Regions from separate parts of the Mus musculus genome. Here all the other regions are linked to region 1. The links are chromatin contacts, called in public Hi-C and HiChIP or PLAC-seq maps. All regions are on one chromosome and are shown on one strand. The core of a region is the stretch at or near the end of the contact, and the rest is flanking DNA. Distances in the headings are between cores, read along the strand shown.

What was found. Hi-C and Micro-C count contacts between places; a contact is called where the count stands out from the background. HiChIP or PLAC-seq counts read pairs in DNA pulled down with a chosen protein or histone mark.
Region 2: a contact with region 1 is called in a Hi-C map of bone marrow-derived macrophages, with 14 read pairs. The contact joins two enhancer-like sites. A contact is called at or near these places in 8 of 39 promoter capture datasets (the C10 cell line, the HPC-7 cell line, cranial neural crest and 5 more), 2 of 484 Hi-C or Micro-C datasets (T follicular helper cells and bone marrow-derived macrophages) and 2 of 115 datasets of contacts at active chromatin or transcription factors (embryonic basal ganglia and fibro-adipogenic progenitors).
Region 3: a Hi-C map of bone marrow-derived macrophages shows a contact between it and region 1, with 31 read pairs. The contact joins two enhancer-like sites. A contact is called at or near these places in 17 of 39 promoter capture datasets (3T3-L1-derived adipocytes, the C10 cell line, the HPC-7 cell line and 13 more), 1 of 15 datasets of contacts at CTCF or cohesin (the NIH/3T3 cell line), 3 of 484 Hi-C or Micro-C datasets (the G1E-ER4 cell line, bone marrow-derived macrophages and embryonic stem cells), 5 of 115 datasets of contacts at active chromatin or transcription factors (embryonic basal ganglia, embryonic limb bud, embryonic stem cells and 1 more) and 3 of 9 other capture datasets (embryonic stem cells, liver and pancreatic islet).
Region 4: a contact with region 1 is called in an H3K4me3 HiChIP or PLAC-seq map of bone marrow-derived macrophages, with 5 times the contacts expected there. The contact joins the promoter of Eea1 here to the enhancer-like site in region 1. A contact is called at or near these places in 25 of 39 promoter capture datasets (the 3T3-L1 cell line, 3T3-L1-derived adipocytes, the C10 cell line and 14 more), 1 of 15 datasets of contacts at CTCF or cohesin (the NIH/3T3 cell line), 7 of 484 Hi-C or Micro-C datasets (B cells, the HPC-7 cell line, bone marrow-derived macrophages and 3 more), 20 of 115 datasets of contacts at active chromatin or transcription factors (the 230-238 cell line, acute myeloid leukemia, bone marrow-derived macrophages and 15 more) and 5 of 9 other capture datasets (adipose tissue, embryonic stem cells, liver and 2 more).

The regions. Positions count from the first base shown.
Region 1 is chr10:95,547,099-95,550,052 of GRCm38.p6, forward strand. Nudt4 (nudix (nucleoside diphosphate linked moiety X)-type motif 4) reads right to left here. Exons shown (of 5, transcript NM_027722.5): 4 at 2,678-2,762; 5 at 1-2,392. The coding sequence ends at 2,190. Among named protein-coding and RNA genes, the nearest start is that of Mir3058, 11 kb to the right of the region's middle. Within about 2 kb of position 1,568, at least 30 of the 459 cell types and tissues checked have an H3K27ac peak or open chromatin away from gene starts, as enhancers often do. A contact at or near this core is called in the 230-238 cell line, adipose tissue, bone marrow-derived macrophages and 2 more, where this site is marked.
Region 2 is chr10:95,988,433-95,991,445 of GRCm38.p6, forward strand. Eea1 (early endosome antigen 1) reads left to right here. Exons shown (of 29, transcript NM_001001932.3): 3 at 1,130-1,257; 4 at 1,823-1,877; 5 at 1,968-2,033. Among named protein-coding and RNA genes, the nearest start is that of Eea1, 49 kb to the left of the region's middle. Within about 2 kb of position 1,464, at least 4 of the 459 cell types and tissues checked have an H3K27ac peak or open chromatin away from gene starts, as enhancers often do. A contact at or near this core is called in bone marrow-derived macrophages, where this site is marked.
Region 3 is chr10:95,917,654-95,920,353 of GRCm38.p6, forward strand. No RefSeq gene overlaps it. Among named protein-coding and RNA genes, the nearest start is that of Gm24433, 20 kb to the left of the region's middle. Within about 2 kb of position 1,393, at least 16 of the 459 cell types and tissues checked have an H3K27ac peak or open chromatin away from gene starts, as enhancers often do. A contact at or near this core is called in bone marrow-derived macrophages, where this site is marked.
Region 4 is chr10:95,939,367-95,942,439 of GRCm38.p6, forward strand. It overlaps Eea1 (early endosome antigen 1), which reads left to right and starts at 1,297. Exons shown (of 29, transcript NM_001001932.3): 1 at 1,297-1,606. The coding sequence starts at 1,583.

The DNA of each region.
Region 1 (2,954 bases), core at 318-2,817:
TGAGACCATGCAAAGCAACTCTTGTACACATACCCTTTTCTCTCCTTCACCTTTGCTGCTTCATACGGTGTGACTGACAACTGGATGGCTTGTCCTTGGTGGGAAAATGCCATTTCTTTACACCACCACCCAACAGTTTCTACTTTTTTGCAAGTCAATTTTTAACAAGTTACTTTGCTTTTTTCTTTTAAACATTAGGAGGCACATGGAACTGGAGAATTTAGCTGCCCCGTTTTATTCAGCGCCTGCACAGATAAGCACAAACAGCAGTCTCCCCGCTGCAGGCGGCTGGGCTGGTAGACATGAGCTCTACTAGATTCAATTTCCTTTAGATCTTTCAAGTTCTGGGTTCCAGAAGAATAATGAGGAGCCCTCAGGTGAAATTTAACAGTGAAGCTGCATTCAGTTGCATTCTGTAAATCTTTGCTATTTGCATAGACTAAAGACAGTTTGCTAAATGGCACTGAAAGAAATCCTGACCCAGGTGACATGACTTAGTCCAAATGTTTCTGACCAAAGAAATTATACAACAATATTTATAGGCTAACTTTTAAAGAGATGGTTGACATGAATACTGTACATATTTTACATATAAAATAGGTTCATGCATTATTACCTCTGAGAGTATCGTGTACATACAAACCCCCAAGCACTTGTGATGGTTTATTTGCTGGAAGCAGTATTCTATACAAAACAGTCCAGTTTCTCTGTTGTGTTTAGTACAGGGAAGAATTGCAGAGAATCGTGAGAAAACAAGATAGAGAATGACAATCTGTGGGTTTCTTTAAAATGTTTCTTTTAAAACACCCAGAGTACATGACCTCTGTACAAAGAAAAATATAAAAGGTCTGGACGATCACGCTTGGTTACACTACATAATTTAGAATGAGTACTACTGGCTGAGTTCTTCTGCTTTGGAATCTAATGCTTTTAGTTCTGCTGCATCGGTGGCCCAAGATCTCATTATGGAAACGGTGCCAGTTTTCCTTACAGGCAAGGACCCTTGTCAGCAGCACTATTACAGTTTAAAGGTTAACAAGCGACAGAACAAATGTCTTCACTGTCTTAAGCTTGCCAGTTAGAGTATTTACAAAAGGTTAATAATGGCTAAAGATCTTTTCCTCTTCTCCCCCTTCACTTCCTCCATGAAGTCATGGTACTTTTTCATGGGATGGCCAATTTTGAGTCAGCACAAAGGCGAGGTACAATAATTCTTGGCTCGAATGTTCTAGTTTCCCCACAGTTAACTCATCTGACTCGTCACTTACTGACCCTCAAGACAGTGTCTTAGGCCTAGAACAGCCATCTTATTTAGTGTGACAAAGTCGTCACTGACCGGCATCCAAGGTTAGTCTAGTCCAGTGGTGAACAATGTCTCTAAATCAGAAACTGAAAATATATTTAAAGAGTACTCACCCTTGAGGGAAATGTGGCCCCTAATAGAGTCTATGTCAAAGAAGGGAAATAGCAGCTGAGCGTGCTAAATAGATTTCTATAACCAGTTTCAGGATGAGCTATGCAGAGCCACGTGTAAGTACTGACAGTTTTCCCTAAAAGACGGCACACTTTCACATCAAATCACTGTGGCAGAGGGGAACCGGTCCTAGTACATGGACCGTGACATAATTCTGCCTGTGAACAAATTCTCAGAAACAGGAAGCTGAAGTGCTTTGTCAAAGGCTCCTGGCCCATACAAACACGGCCCAAATCTGCAGTTTACAAAGGGAGAATATGACTCTCTTTAAGTTTTGGGGTGGATAGATTTCTTTAAATACCAAGAATTTTTCATTAATTCCCAACAAAGATTTGGTGTCTATTTTGATACTGTAAGAAAAAAAAAAATTGGGCAAAAAATATACCCAATAACCAGTTGATCTGTCAAAACAAACCATAGAATGTTAAGTGGACAAAAGTGAAAATGTCAAAAAGGTTATAAAAATGAAAACCAAAGGAATGGGGTACAATGAAGGCTTTAAAAAAAATTCCACATGGCTTTGGCATCTTAAAATATTTTTTGCTATTTTGTTATTTATTTTAAAAGACTTGAAAGCAGATGAAATACATGCAAATTATTTGAAATCCCTGCATAGCAAATACAGAGTTTGCCAGCAGCAGTCAGGTGTGTTAGAAGTGAAAGAGCCTCTCCTTGTGACATGTGCATCACATGATGGGGGAGGGACCCCAACCCTCTATCTTATACTGGATGGCACCCCAGAGGGCGGCGCAGCAGTCACAAACAAGGCATTGTTATCTGGGAGGGAAGGGACCGAGGAATTTCCATTGGTCGGAGAACAGCCCAGCTTTAGTTTTTCCAGATACTCTGCGTGGACAGGCTTATGACACTGAAGAACCTTGATTGCATCTTCTACTTTGAACCACTCTCTCTTCCTTCCTAGAGAAGAGTACAGCAGCAGTCACTGTCAGGTCAGTTTAAGAAGGCATACCCTACTAATATACAAGATTTCCTTTCTTTCCCCCCAAACAATGAGTTTTTTACTTCCTAAATGACTTAATAATATGGTAGGGAAAAATCATAAGGTAGTTCAAAAGTAGAACTACATGTTCACCCCTCTCAAAACAGTAACCAAAAAAATCAGTTAAGAAGGAATGGCAGAAGGTGGGAGGGACCAGAAGGAATGGCAGGTGGGAGGGACGGAGTAAAGGAACAGAAGCTCACCTATATTCACGGAGTCTTCCCAGTCTTCCAATATTTCAGTGACAGTCAGAACATAAACATATGTTCTGTGCTTCCGGTCTTGATTCTGCTTGAATAGAGAAAAAAAGCATTTTAATTCAGGGCTCTGGCCCAGTGACCAGCACGGCTGTTTCCAGTGTGACGGTGCATAGTGTAGCAATGCAGACAGAAGTGTGTATATATAAAACACACACCTCAAAATTGGCATTGGCAGGATGGCTCAGCACAGAAAAGCTGAGTTGGATCTTGGGAGCCTACA
Region 2 (3,013 bases), core at 214-2,713, 440 kb after region 1:
GCTACCTCTAACAGTTAATTTGTAAGGGCGTTTTTGAAATGTTTTTATTATTTTATTGTAATAAATACTTTTGTCATTGATGTAATAAAATGTTTACTATTAGTAAAATAGCTTCAAATGTATTTTGTGGAATATTAAAGCTATAGCCAAGTATGCTGATTTTATGATTCAGTCCTGTATTGTAACCCCAAACACAGAAAACATGAAATTATAGCAGAGTGCTTAACAGCATTATCAATGATAGTCATAAATCATATATTCTGGGATTATCGGCTGCTTATGTTTTATTAGACTTTTCATTAGCTTAGGGCTTTTATTATGTTAGCCTTAGGCTAGCAATTATTTATTTGTTTGTCTGTCCATTTAGTTTGAAGCAGGGTCTCATGTACCCAATGTTGGTCTTACTATGTGCTTGAGATGACTTTAAACTTCTGGTCCTTTTGCCTCTCTTTCAGGGTTGCTGAAATTATAGGTGTGCACCATCACTCTGATAGGTATTTTCTGCTTGCAACACTTGGCCAATAGAGCTCTGTGTGAGACACTTACGGTCTTGATTTTTCCCTTTGGTGACAAAATCATTTCAACAGCTTACCTTTTTTTTATATTCCTATGAATTAGATTAGAACAATTGTTACTTTAATGAGAATACACACACAGAAAAATTGTGGTGGAAAATGTTTTCAACTAATAATCTAGAACTTGTTGTCATGGCACACCCCTTAAATTCCAGTGCTCAGAAGGCAGAGGCAAGTAGAGCTCTGTGAGTTCAAGGCCATCCTGATTTACGTTGTGAGTTTTTGGATATGCAAGGCTACATAGTGAGACCCTGTCTCACAAACGAAAAAAAAAAAAAAAACTCAAACTAATGTCTCATTCATTTCTTTAGCCATTAATTTGGTACAGCCTAAAAGATAGCTGTGTTTTCTTTATGTTTTATATACTTTAAGCAGAACTGTTAGTGAAATAAATACCTTTGCTTGATAATAGAATTGTGGCTTATCATTATACATTACAGTTTATTTAATGGCAATTATGGTATGACTATGAAATTTGGCTATATTTCATAAATGCTAAGTGTTGTTCTTCAAAATTAAATAGTTTTTAAACTTTCTGGTTCCCCGTTTTATAGGGTTTCATATGTCCCCAGTGTATGAAATCCCTTGGCTCTGCTGATGAGCTTTTCAAGCACTATCAGGCCGTTCATGATGCTGGTAATGACTCGGGTCATGGTGGAGAGGCCGGTCTTGCTTTGACACGGTACAGTATACTAGTTTGAAATGGGATATTGTCATGGACTGCACATGTGATATAATTGCTATGTCAACATTAATTACTTTCTGGAAATTGTAATGTTCTCATACTACTTAATTTAAATCTGTCCTCAATTATCATGGTCTTCCTCCCTAGCTTGTCAGCTTACGTAACTTCTTGTGGGTTTGAGTCAGAAACAATCCAGTGTTATACAGCCAAGTGAATGAAGGGGAGAGTGACCAGGCAGGGGCAGATCATGCACATTTTACAGTACTGCTGGCAGCTTTGGATTTTACCCAAACTGTGTCAGGGAGCCATTCCTGAGTATTGTTGGCAACTTTGTTTCTGCTCTAGGCACTTGGTAATTAGCTTATTATTTGCTTGAGAATTGTTTGTGTTTGCAAACCATGTACTTTTAAGACTGAAATTATTTTTTCTAAAGGCTTTTATATACAGAAAACATTCAGTGTTTTTAAAATAATTGAGAAAGCTATAACATTAAAAGTTTCTGATTATCACTTGCTAAGCTCGTAAATTAAAAGACCTTTCCTCTCTCCTCATGCATCTTTAGAGATGACATAACACTACTCAGACAAGAGGTCCAAGACCTACAGGCCTCACTTAAGGTAAAAATAAACATGCTAATGATTGTTTATTTTTAGAGTTTCACATTAAAAACTGCTTTAAAATTTACTAATTAAAATCTTTCTTATCAGGAAGAAAAATGGTACTCAGAAGAATTAAAGAAAGAATTAGAAAAATATCAAGGGCTACAGCAGCAAGTAATTGCACTTTAAATTCTTAAAGCATGTTTATTAGTTGTTTATTTTTATTGTTGAAAATTAAGCATTATACTCTTTTGTAAGGGGCTTGATATAAATACTTTCCTAATTTATTTTTTGTGTAACAGCCTATTAAATAATCTGTATAATTCTAATGAATTTGGGAACATATATGGAAAGCAAAGATAACCTTCTTAAACATGTGCCATTAAGAATTTGCTGTGTTAGGTATGATAGTGTGTGTGTAATCCCAGCACTTGGAAGTCAGAGGCCAGAAAATGAGTTCAAAGACAGTCTAGGCTGCATAGCAAGACCTTGTCTCAAAAGAAGTGAAGGGGCTGGAGAGATGGCTCAGTAATTAAGTGTGCTTGCTGCATTTGCTGAGGGCCCAGGCTCAATCCCCTGCACGCACATCAGGCAGCTCCCAGGTGCTGGTAACTGCAGTTCCAGGGGATCCAGTGTCCTCTTCTGGCCTCCTGCATACATGTGCTTATGCATACACACAATTAAAAATTAGACTACTATTTATCTACCATCTATCTATCTATCTATCTATCTATCTATCTATCTATCTATCTATCTATCTATCTATCATCTGTTTCTATCATATATCGTCTATCATCTATATCTATCATCAATCTATCTATATCTGTCTGTTTATCATCTATCAATCAATCATCTATATACATTGCTTTAAGAGAGAATCAGTTATCAGTTTTTAAAACATCAAGGTTATGTTATTCTATTTTTCTGACAGTATACTTAAATGGCTTAAAAAACTGAGGCTCAACACAAATTATTGGCCTCTACTTTCTCATCTCATCTCACTGAAAAGTCTAAGGGCAGTAACAATGGAATTGTCATTTCTTGTGATAACAAGGCCTTCTGGAAACTGTCCTTCAAGATCTGGGACATGTGCCAGCGTGTCATATTTCATAAATACATTCTCAGTAGTGTAAGTTATAACTTGTATTTCCAGT
Region 3 (2,700 bases), core at 143-2,642, 370 kb after region 1:
GATGCAGGTCATTGTATCTGTCCTTTCCCCATGAGTTCTGTTGTGCATCTACTTGAGGTTTAATTAAGACCTAGAAGCATCTATAGAGTTTAAGCTGTTGGCCTTTTACTGGGGGTAGTCTCCGCTAGCTACTAACTTACCCTGACTTCTCTGCCATGCCGTCTCTCTATGTGGTTCTCGCTGCCTGCTTCTAATTCCTTCCATCTCTCTTCTACCCCGTTCCTCATCTCCCTGAGTCTGCCAGCGTCTATCTATGCCTGCCCAGAAGTCCTGCTCCAGTTCTTCCTGACCTACCTCAGGCAGTCAGCTTTTTATTTTATAAAATTCCATACTTCAGTCTGAGCCAATCTGCAGTAAGACCACTCCTGATCCATTTCTTTGGGTTGACCTTCATGGCAGCACCTTTCTTTTTAATATGATAACCTCAGAGAATCAACTTTTGGTCAGGGGATAAAGGACAAGGATTTACATATAGAAAGCTGGTGATGGTCTATAGAAATGACAGTAGAAATACCAAGATCCTGCCAGCACTGTGCTCTCTGCAGGGCCCAACAATTAACAATTGAAAATACAGAGACACACCTTTACACAGGTGAGGAAATGTCCCAACAGCATTCCAGAGATTAAACTCAGTTCCCCAGCCTGCACTGCAAGTGCTTTTATCTGTGGAGCAATCTCACTGGCCCACATTTGATTTTAGTTTTATGTTTATAAATATTTTGCTTGAAGGTATGTCTGTGTACCATGCAATTGCTGGATGTCTACGGAAGGTGTTAGATCACCTGCAGTTATGGATAGTTGTGAATCACCTAGTGGGTACTAAGAACTTGGGTCCTCTGCAAGAGCAGCAAATATTCTAAAGCACAGAGCCAAACAACCCTCCAACCCCCCAATGCTCCGTGTATTTTTACATTCTTTCCTTGGGCCCAATTTGCTGTAGTAAATCAACCCCTCACCCTCCCTCTCCCCCCCCTCTTCCCCCTCCCCCTCTCCCTCCTGTTTCATCACTCATAGTTCTTAGTTTATTGTTTCTTCCCACTCTGGCTGAGAACAACATAGAAATGTTTCCTGCCAATTCTTCAGTAGGTCCTCAGACCTTGTCATTTCCTTACCCTGGGTTTCCTTAAGGCCCCAGCAGGCAGATCTTTAATCGGTAACTGGAGTTAAAGCCAATAATTACAGAACACACACAGACCTTAACATATCAATTACAGGTCTTTTAGGTTGTAGGCAATAAAACACAGCAATAAACAAATTTGCAGTCCTATGATGCACAGATCTGGAATGTTAAAGAACGCAGCAGTCCCCTTGTTTCCTTGGCATTTGTAAGGAATTAGTTGCTGTGTCAACATGGCCTGCTTCCTCATCTTCTGCTGTTTGGGGAAATGTTTTGAATTTCTTGCTTCTGTTGATGGTCGAATTTGCTCTGCCAGGCAGGCCTGCCTGAGGAAGAGCAGTAGGTGAGAGCACTGCACTGGCTAAAACTCCCATGGAGTTTTTCTAAGCGCTTTACTTGAAAGCAAACTGGGAAATCAAATCCTGTCTACTTTTTCAGATTGTGCCGTGAAGTGAGGACCATTTTTGTTTGGTTTGCCATTACATTTCTGTGTTGCTGGGAGTAGAACACAGGGCTTTGCCCATGCCAGGTAATCATTTGACTTCCCAGCTATTATATCCCTACACCCAGGTCTCGCTAGACTTATATGGATATAGTTTAGAATTTTCCTGTTGCTCAAGAATTTAGAATCCTTCTCTGATCATAACAACAACACAGAAGAACTAGCTCATGGTGGTATGTGCTTGTTTATAAGTGGATATTAGCTGTAAAGTAAAGACAAACATGCTTCAGTTCATAGACCCAAGGGTGGCGCCGGGGCACAAACATCTCCCCGAGAAGGGGAAATAGATTTTGCACGTGGTGTGGGGATGGGTGGGGTTGAGAAGGAGGGATCAGGTGTGTGGGGGAAGAGAGTGAAAATACTGGGAGAAATGAGAGTGGAATTGGGGGACTTTAGGGGACAAGGGGTAAAGTTGGTACCATGGAAACTCCATGGAATCTACAAGAGTAACCTTAACAAAGACCCCTAGTGATGGGGAACATGAGGCCTGAACCAGCCATTTTATGTAACCAGACAAGATCTCAAGTGGAGGGGTTGGGACACCAACCCAGCCATAAAAACCTTTGATCTACAGTCTGTCCTGCCCGCAGAGTGTGCTGCGACTGGAGCCTAACAAGACTGTCATCAAAGAGACCGGAGAGACTTCATCCAGCAATGGATGTGAGCAGATGCAGAGTCCCAGAGCCAAACATGAAGCTGATTGTGAAGAGTGCTTCAGAGGAGAGGGAGAAGGATGGGAGGAACCAGAGGGGTCAGGGACACCATGAGGACATGGCTGACAGAATTAGCTGACCCAGACTCATGGAAATTTGCAGAGATCAGAGAGTGTGTAGGGATCTGACCGAGGTCCACTGCATATATGTTATGGTTGGATAGCTTGGTGTTCTTGTGGAAATCCTAACAGTGGAAATAGGGCTGTCTCTGACTCTATTCTACTTGTGGGACCCTTCTCCTCCTACTGGGTTGCCTTGTCCAGGTTTGATGGTATGTGCTGGGTGTTTTTGTATCTTACTATGCCGTGTTTCCTGGGAGGTCTTCTCTGAAAGGAGGCAGAGTTGGGGTGAATCTGGGGGAGAAGTGA
Region 4 (3,073 bases), core at 47-2,546, 390 kb after region 1:
TTCATCAGATTCAAGGGGTTTTCTGGGTAGAAGAATTTTGACCCATGATTTTAAATTTCTCAAGAACAATGAACAGCACAAGCAATCTACACAATACAAAAATAGGACAAAGTTCTCAAATCTGGTAGCCCCCCCACCCCCACAATCCTGACCTAACAGCGTCCTGGAGGCCCCACCGACTCAGAAACTGACACTGCATTTAGCTTTTCCACAAGTCCCTAGGATTATTAGCTACAGATAGAGAAACCTTACCTGAGGTATTCAATGCTTTCCCCCACCCCACAATCTAGGCATCCCCAGTTCCCAGCCTTTCTGATTGCTCTCTCAGCTCCCAGGTCACTAGGTACTGTCAGTATCCCAAGTTTCACCTTGTGCAGTTTAGTCATCTAGAACCTGGCAGAGGCCTCCCAAGCACTGGAATTGCCTGGGAGAGAAACACTTATAACAGAGCAACCCCGAATGCACATTACAGAGAGTTTCTAGAGACAAAGAACACAGAAAACTCACATCCTAGCTGGCAGTTGAAGGAGGAAGCAAGCAAGTGGTTAAACAGAAGCCAAGGACACGAAGTTAGCTGGGGTATTTCTACCCCTTGCTTTTAGAACATAGTTAGGTGCTTTCCCACGGAAGGGCTAGTAAAAGTGTGTGTGTTTCAGCTTAAAACAAGGATGGCTCCAGCTGAAATAAGATGAAGAAACCTTTGCCCTGTCACAAAAGGATAAACCCAAACTTCTCTAGTTAATCCCAAACCCAGCCTCCTCCCATGTTTTATTGTTGCTCTGATTGCAATCAGAAGCAGGAAGGAAGCGGGTAACCTGGGTATGGAAAAGCAGGGGGAAGCCCAACACAGTTAAGTAAGCCTTGGTTTCTCGGGTCCACAATGGCTTGGAGTTTAGAGGTCGAATCAGCCTTTCCAGCCAAGAGGAGGATCCGGCTCGGGGTTGCTGCACTAAGAGCGCTAGCAAACTTCCATCCTAGGCTGGGGCTCAGCTGAAGTTAGCTCTAAAACCTGTTCTTCCATCCCCGTGTGGGGGACACCTCCAGGCGGGACCCGTGAGGTCCCCACGCATCTTCTCCATCAGAACACCAGGCAACCCTCAACATTCCCGAGCAGGGTCCGGCACCCAAGGTCCAAGCTCTCGGCGGAAGAAGCCAAGGCACCAGCTTCCTGTGGCCTGTCTCTCACACTAGCCCCGCTTCCGATTGGTCGAAGCCTCGGGCCGGCCCTCCCTCCGGCCCCGCCCTCCCCGCGGATGGACAGGCCGAGGAGGCGGGGCTGCAGCGGCTCCGCCCCTCGGCCCCGGGCGGGCGGGCCCGCCCAGCTGTCAGTTACGGGGGCGGCCCGGCAGGCGGGCGCTCGCTGGCTCCCTCCTCGCTGGCTCGTGCTCGTGAGCCTCTCGCCGCCTGTGGGGAAGTCGGGGCCGCCAAAGCCGCGTCCACCGCCGCCTCTTCCCCGCCCTCCTCCCTCCCGGCTCGGCTGCCGGCCCCTCGCGCCCTCCAGTCGTGAGTAACCCGCATAAGGGCGCGGAGAGTCCCCGCGGCGGCGGCGGCGGTGACGGCGGCGGCGGCGGCCGGCCAAACCATGTTTCGAAGGATCTTGCAGAGGGTAAGAGTGAAACCGTCCTTCCGGCAGCACGTGAGCGCGAGCGTCCGAGCCCGGCCGCGGGGCAGCCCGGGCTGGAGGGCGGGGGCGCTCAGAGCTCCGCTAGGCCCGGTGACAGCGTGCGCCGAGGCCTGCTGGTCCTGCCGGAGCCGGGCTGCGGGTGGGGCGGGGCGCAGGCCGGAGCCCGGAGGGCCTCCAGCCTCGGCTCCCGCGCTCGGGGCTGTCACCACGGGCTGGAGGGTGTGGTGCCCGCGCGCGCCCCTCCCCGCTCCCCGCTCCCGGCTCCGCGCCCGTGGGTGCTCGGCTGCGGGCGGCTGCGGGGCCCTTCCCTGCCCCAGCGTGCCACCACCTTCCCACGACACGCACCTGCCTGTCTGCCTCCTTACTCATCTATCTGCACGGTACAGGAGGGTCATGGGAGACCCGGCCTAGTCCTGGGACTTGAAGACGCTGAACTGCCAAAGTCGGTGGAGAAGGAAGATATTACTCACTGTTGGAAAGTTTCTTTTAAGAATTACAAGTGCATTTTCCTCTCCAAGACCCAGAACCTCATTTTAGTTATCCAGGACTAAATGGCTCAAACGGCAGATACACTCCAGTTTAGTTTCCACCAGGGCTATCTCAATGTAAAATCTGGGAAATCTTGAGGGTAAAAAGGTAAGAGCGTTGGAAAGCCGTAGATGTTTTGTTTAGGTACCAGTTCCTAGAATAACATAATTAAAATCGCTTCTAATAAGAGTTGCCTACTCAAGTGTTTTGGATAGCTTCCATTCGCTCCCTTCTGCAGCTGGTTAATGTAAAGAGATGTTACCTAGAGAGTAGGAGAATTAGTTCAAAGGACAAGAACTTACTGAATGTGTAGCATTTAGTTAAGAAATGTGCCAAGGAGGGTTGAGTCAGCCAGTACACAGGAAGGGAAGATTCTGTTTAGACAGCTTCTGTGAAACATTGAAGTCATCTGGTCATACATCAGAGGAAACATAGTTAACGTCTGCTCTGGCCCTCTGTGGGGACATTGGATTTTTTTTTTTTTCCTTTTGCAATCGTTTTTGGTAGTTTTTTTGAAACTTTGATAGAGCTGAACCTTGGTAGCAAGCAAGGGCATACCCTTTACTCTCCCCATCAGCTGCTTTGTTCAACAGCAAAGGCTTCTGTGCATGATTGATGGCTTGATTTGCTTAAGAGAACTGATTACCTTAACCTCAGGTTACACACGCACACGTGAGTGCACCCCCTCCCCCCCCATACAGTTACCCAAGAGAAAAGGAGTTTGTGGTTTGCTTTTAAGTTTATCAACAATGTTTTCTGATTTGGGAGTTGCTTCTGGTGGCAACAGTTTGGCTTTCAAAAAACATGGGTTTTTCAGTTCTGAAGACCTGGGATTGTATGACGATCATTCTTCGTATTGTTGTTTGTTTATCTGATCTAGAAGTTTCTGTCAAAATGGAAACATGGTATTTACTGTGGTTA